Regions from separate parts of the Sus scrofa genome. Here region 2 is linked to region 1. Evidence: chromatin contacts called from public Hi-C data. All regions are on one chromosome and are shown on one strand. Each heading gives the region's core, a stretch centred on a gene start, on an enhancer-like site or on the middle of the called end of the contact. The rest is flanking DNA. Distances are from core to core; before and after follow the strand shown. Region 1 holds the start of SDC1 (syndecan 1). Region 2 has its middle 33 kb from the start of SDC1.

Region 1 (2,931 bases), core at 117-2,616:
AGCCGCCAGGGAACTCCCTCAACGGGTCATTTTTATAATATAAAGAGGCTCTAACAAATATTCCTTGACCCCAGTTTTCTTTGTTTTGTGGAGGAGAGAAAAGCAAAATTCCAAACTGACCTATGTTTCCTCCATATTGAGTTGAAAGGGCTAGAGAGCTGACTTCAGACTATGAGCCAGCCCCTGGCAAACACCCTCATGGCTTTCTATTCAAAGGGCCCTTTAACCTGTCAGGACGCCCTGAACTCCTTGGAGAGGTCCTGCCTGGTGCCATGCGGTTAGATGATCCTTGAAATCAAGGCCTAAGAGAACTGCTTCAGGCCTTAAGAACCTGCAGGAGGCTCTGCAGGCGGAGATGGGGACGGTGGGTGGGGAAGTCGGTATCTTTGGTCTCCAGGTCCAAGGTCACATTGCAGGCAGGGCCCGGCAGGTTCTTCCCCTTTTCGTTCAAGGCCATTTGCTCTACAGACCTTCCATGGTCTTTGAACACCTACACAGAGGCTCGGGATTGCTGATGGCACCACTGAGGTCTAAGGCCCCTCAGGGAATCACGAAGGAGCAAAAATGCCAGTGGTGCTTCTCAGACCTGCAGGCTGGAAGTCACCTGGGCCCAAGGCTGTTTACTTTTCCTTTTGACTCAGAGAATGAAGAGAGAGGGCACTGCTTTCTATCAAAAGACACTGAAAAGTCCTTTAAAATTTTTTAATTTTTTTAAACAACCCTTCCTGGGCGTGTCCAGCTGTTTAAAGTAAGGCCCCTAGTTTCCAGCACTGGCAGAAGGCCAGCGCATGTGGAAACTAGTGCTGGGGTGTAGGGTGAGAGGGCGCAGAGAGCACCATCCGCAGCCAGGGAAGGGGCCACTGATTTAAGGGCCCATCACTTCGGGCCCCCGCACAGCCTCAGAAAGTGTTCCCGCCCGGATCCGGGAGTCCAGCGCACCTGGAGGGGGCTCGGTGTTCACGCCCAGAGGGCGCTGCAGACTGGCGCCAGCAATCGAGGACCAACTCCCGCCCCTCCCGCCAGTCTCCCGGGCAGAGCCTCAAAACCCTTGGCCAGGGCGGTAGGGGGGTGCGACCAGTCCCCAACCCCCGGGAACACCGGAGCAGCAGAGCCGAAACCCGGGGAACCGCGGCGCGCGGGGACCGTGGCCCTGGGGGTAGGCGAGGCTCGGCTTCCCTGGCGCGGTGCGGAGGCGGGGCTGGGGAGCCGGGCTTGGGGCGTTCCTTGGGGGCCGGGCCTGTGGCTCAGGGGGCGGGGCGGGGTTCTAGGGGGCGGGGCTCTAGGGGGTGGGGACTGGGGCTGGCCCCGAGACCTGGCGAGCTGGGGGTGGGGGGCGAGTTTTTTGCAACGGCTAAGGGCCTGCGGGTTTATTATAAGGCGGAGCTCGGCGGGAGAGGTGCTAGCGGTAGCTGAGCGGAGCCGGAGGAGTCTAGCACCAGAGCGAGGACTGCAGCCAGGGGACCCCGCAGCCCTCGCCTAGGACAGCAGCGCGCTTGGGCATCGCTCAAGGGAGCTGGGCGCAGCGCAACCCGCAGAGCCGACTCGGAGCCTCGCGCAGACGGCTCAGCGCCGCGCACCCCTGACCCGCGCAACCCGCTGCGCTCCCGCCGCTGGTCCGGGCAGCATGAGGCGCGCGGCGTTTTGGCTCTGGCTCTGCGCGCTGGCGCTGCGCCTGCAGCCGGCCCTCCTGGTGAGTGCGGCCGGGGGCTTGGCCGGGAGGTGGCGGGAAGCCGGGGCTGGCGGATCGGCCGATACCGGCGACCGCACGTGGAGGGGGAGGGGAAGCGGGGACTTCCCCTCTTCCCGCGCTAGCAAGGCTGGCGGGGAGACTAGGAGCCCCGAAATCAGGGCTCTTGACCCAACTGCCTCCGCCGTCGGGGAATGGGGGGGGGGGGCCGTGGGTTCCGCAGCTCCGGGAGGAGGCTTGGGGCGTCCCGTGGAGCAGAGCCTGCGCCGGGGCCCCGAGCTCAATTACGTAAAAGGGCTCCAGTGGCGAAAGAGCCAGCCAGCCAGCGGCGGCTCCTGGGGTCGCCGGCTCCCACCCAGTCACCCCGGGCACTGCGGCGGCAGGGCCCCTCGCCGGTGACCCAGGAGGATGCCGAGATCGCGGCTAATACGCCCCGCCCGCGGACCCTAATTCAAACCAGATCGGTCGAGCCGGAGCGCCCGGCCCCTCTGGCAGAGGCAAGTTTGGGAGCAGCGGAATCGGCGCGGGAGCAGGCGGGCGTGTGCACTAAGGAGCCCCAGCCAGGGCTGCGAGGACGACCGGGGCGGGCGGACAGAGGTGGGGTCTCGGCTGTCCGTTGGCTGGCCGAACGGAGCCAGGCCGGGTGTAGCAGGAGGTTCCGGGAAGTTGGCCTCGGAACGCAAGAGACCCGCAGGAACCCAACTTCTGGGCTGTTGAAGTTGTGCTGCCTGCGGAGGGGCGAGAGCCTGCGCTGGGCACGGTCGGGGCGCGCGGGCTGCTTCCACGCGAGTGGACCCGGGAATGGCTTTACCCCTCCCCCGGCCTGGCTTTGTGCTGGAGCAGCGCGGAGGGAAGGCGGGTCCCTTGGCCCGCCCAGTGGAGCTAGAAGAAAAGGGGGACAAACGTGGAGCCCGAAGCTGGGGGGAGGCCGTGGGGTAGAACTCCAGCACCCACCTTTGGAGAGGGGTGGGTCGCCTCTAAAGAGGGATCTGGCCGACAAAGAGATCCGGAGGGTCCCCAGAAAGTGCTCTCCCGCCCCAGCCGCCGTCCGCTGGCCCGCCTTCCCCAAAGGGGGCGCTTTGTTCTCGGCCCCGGTAACCCTTTCCTGGGAACCGCCCCGCGGCTCCAGCCTACTATGGGCTGAGACCTGGGCTGCCGCCAGGTGTCAGCGCTGGCCGCCGGGTGCTCACGTCCACCCCCACAGCCCCCACAGCCGGTGCCCGAGTCCCAGGGTCCTCTCCTCT
Region 2 (2,931 bases), core at 142-2,641, 33 kb after region 1:
AATTCATCAATATTCACATTTATGTTAGGGTCAAATGAATGGGAAAAGAGACTGAAAAGGATGTGTCATTTTTTCTTGTTTTTTAAAAAAATTCATGTCTACTTAATGTACAGTAATTCATTCTTTTAATCAAAAAAATCAAAATCCGGTTTTTAAATATTGAAGTATGGTTGGTTTATAATCAATAATTCATTCTTATTGCTGGGCAATTCTTTCCAAATCCAGACTGTCGTGTCATCACCATCACAATTATGATATAGGGCAGTCTTAGGGGAGTTCCCCAGTGGCTTAGCAGGTTAAGGACCTGGTGTTGTGCCCCTGCAGACACGGGTCATTGCTGTGGTGTGGGTTCGGTCCCTGGCCTGGGAAATTTTATCTGCTGCGAGTGCTGCCAAAATAAAAATTAGAGCCATCTCAGCACCCCTAAAACTCCTTCCTGACTCCTTGTAGTCAAAGCCCCCACATTCACCCTCCCAGCCCCAGTAACAACTGATCTGTTTCTGTCCTAGTAGTTTTGCCTTTTTCAGGTGTCTTATAAAAGGAATAGTACAACGTGGGACCTTCTGAGTCTGGCTTTTTTCATTTAGGAGGCAGCATTTGAGTTTCCCCTGAGCTGTTGTGTGTATCAAGAGCCGTTCCTTTTTTCTTGCTGACTAGTATTCCATGGTACTGAGAGGGTGGCTTTATTTGCAATTGCCCACCACGAGGGAAGCCCAAATGTTCTCCAACTGTAAGGATTTCTTTCTTTCTAGAATCATAAATCAGAATACTTCCTTTGTCCAGGTACAAATCCTAATTTAGGATCTAGAAGGCATGACCCCTGATTGCCTGAGGGTGCGAATTTAATTTCAAGAGGTTAACAGGCTTTAAAGAGGGGGGCAGGGCTGGAGGGCAGGACAGGACTTCTGGGACTGACTGCCCCACCTCCTTTGGCGCATCTGGTGAATTGAAAAAGGTTTCCCATTCAGGCCTCAGCTCAGCTGGAGTTTATCTGTAAAATGAGGCTGGCAGACCTTATCTTGTTGGGCTATGCAGGGACTAAATAAGACAGTGTGATTAAACCGCATCACAGAAACTGTCTTTTGCCGTGGCACTCCCTAAGCACTCGATAAATAATGGCTATGACTCTTCGTTTACGAAAACCCTGAAGGCAGGCGTTACTACTCCATTTTACAGATGAGGAAACTGAGGCCCCAAGCCATGACTTCATCCAGCGACTGAGCAGCCAAGCTGACACGCAAAGTGTCACTTGGGAGCTCACAGCACTCCTCTGAACATCGCTGCTTCCTGTTTCATCCATTTTGGTCACAAAGGACCACTTGGACAGGGCGTGCAGGAGGCGCTGCTGGGCCAGGGCTGCCCCAGCAAGCCCTGAGGCTATTCCTGGGCACGGGCTGGGGTGGCCTCTCCAAAATGCGTGCTGGTGCCAAAGTCAATAACCATCACCTGCCCTGTGGGAAACCATGGTCACAAGGATACAAACAACAGCAGTGGTGGCTCCCTTCTGCCCCAGTCCCTGCCAGCCCTGTGCCCCTCTGTGCCAGAGGCAAGCTGGGGGTGACACCTGGCAAATCTTAGATCCAGGAGCTGGGGGGATGGCCCCTCCCCCAACAGGACCCCATCCCTGTCTTGCCCCTCTCCTTGGATGCTAGCCAAGAAGGTGGCACTGGGATCTGTTGGGAAACATCCAGAAAGGGACTCGAGCCCCTGGGGCAGCTCTACCCCGGAGCCCTGGACCTGCCCCTCTACGTTTTTCACTCCCTCAACTCAGTGCCCGCGTCCTCTTGGGCTCAGAGCCACCGCAGAGCCCACAGTTCCGTGGCGAGCACAGACCAGCAGTACTGAACCATGCAGATGTCCAAGGCAGTCTTCCAGAGACAGATAAAGGGCACCTGATCCAGCCTGGAGAGTTCGAGAAGCGGCCCGGAGGGGAAAATGACTGGGCAGGTTATTGCTAAAGGAGCAGGCCAGGCCGAGCAGAAGAGGGGAGGTGCGCTCAGGACCTGCGCTCAGGACCTGCAGGGCCCAGCCAGTGCGCAGTGTCCAGGTGAGGGGCGGGAAAACAGTGTAGATGAGGCGGGGGTGGTGGTGGGGGGGACAACTGGGAGCAGTAAAAGGGCCCTGCATCCCAGGGCAGAGTGAAGGGAAGGGGTGGCCTGTGCGGAGCTGGCGCCTCCTAGCTTATGGGAGCACGAGGTCTGCGACCTCACATCGGTGGTTTGAAATTGGCCGGGGTGGGATTGGCAAGGGCTGCGAATCAGAGCCAGTCATTTAAAAAATTGAAAAGGGGAGTTCCCGTCATGGCTCAGTGGGTAACGAATCCGACTAGGAACCATGAGGTTGTGGGTTCGATCCCTGGCCTCGCCCAGTGGGTTAAGGATCCGGCGTTGCCGTGAGCTGTGGTGTAGGTTGCAGACGCGGCTCGGATCCCGCGTTGCTGTGGCTCTGGGTAGGCCGGTGGCTACAGCTCCGATTCAACCCCTAGCCTGGGAACCTCCATATGCCGCGGGTGCAGCCTTAGAAAAGCAAAAGAAAGAAAGGAAGGAGGAAGGAGGAAAGAAAGAAAGAAGGAAGGAAGAAGGAAAAAAGAAAGAAAGAAAGGAAGGAAGGAAGGAAGGAAGGAAGGAAGGAAGGAAGAAGAATTAAAAAGGGCAGGCTTTGATGGGTTTCAAAGTCAGGGCACGGGATGATTAACTTTGCTCCCCAAAAGGGTGCTCTGGCGTGAAGGGTGGAAGGCCACACGCTTGGCGACTGGAGTTCGGCCTCAGGTGACCTCCCAGCAAGGGTAAGGGGCAGGGAGTGGAGGGGACAGGCCGGTCACCTGACCCCGCTGGGACTGCACAGCCTGGGGGCGGGGAGGAGGCTGGGGTGGCCCCTCAGCCTTCCTCAGCCTGAGAACCTGCCCTGAAGCCCTTAATGAGAAACTCCTGG

What was found. A called contact is a pair of places that touch in the nucleus more often than the background predicts.
Region 2: a contact with region 1 is called in a Hi-C map of liver, with 4 times the contacts expected there. The contact joins the enhancer-like site here to the promoter of SDC1 in region 1. A contact is called at or near these places in 1 of 5 promoter capture datasets (liver) and 6 of 47 Hi-C or Micro-C datasets (embryonic fibroblasts, fetal liver, liver and 1 more).

Annotation. Positions count from the first base shown.
Region 1 is chr3:117,986,219-117,989,149 of Sscrofa11.1, forward strand. It overlaps SDC1 (syndecan 1), which reads left to right and starts at 1,367. Exons shown (of 5, transcript NM_001243190.1): 1 at 1,367-1,690. The coding sequence starts at 1,625.
Region 2 is chr3:118,019,445-118,022,375 of Sscrofa11.1, forward strand. No RefSeq gene overlaps it. Among named protein-coding and RNA genes, the nearest start is that of SDC1, 33 kb to the left of the region's middle. Within about 2 kb of position 1,392, at least 5 of the 83 cell types and tissues checked have an H3K27ac peak or open chromatin away from gene starts, as enhancers often do. A contact at or near this core is called in fetal liver and liver, where this site is marked.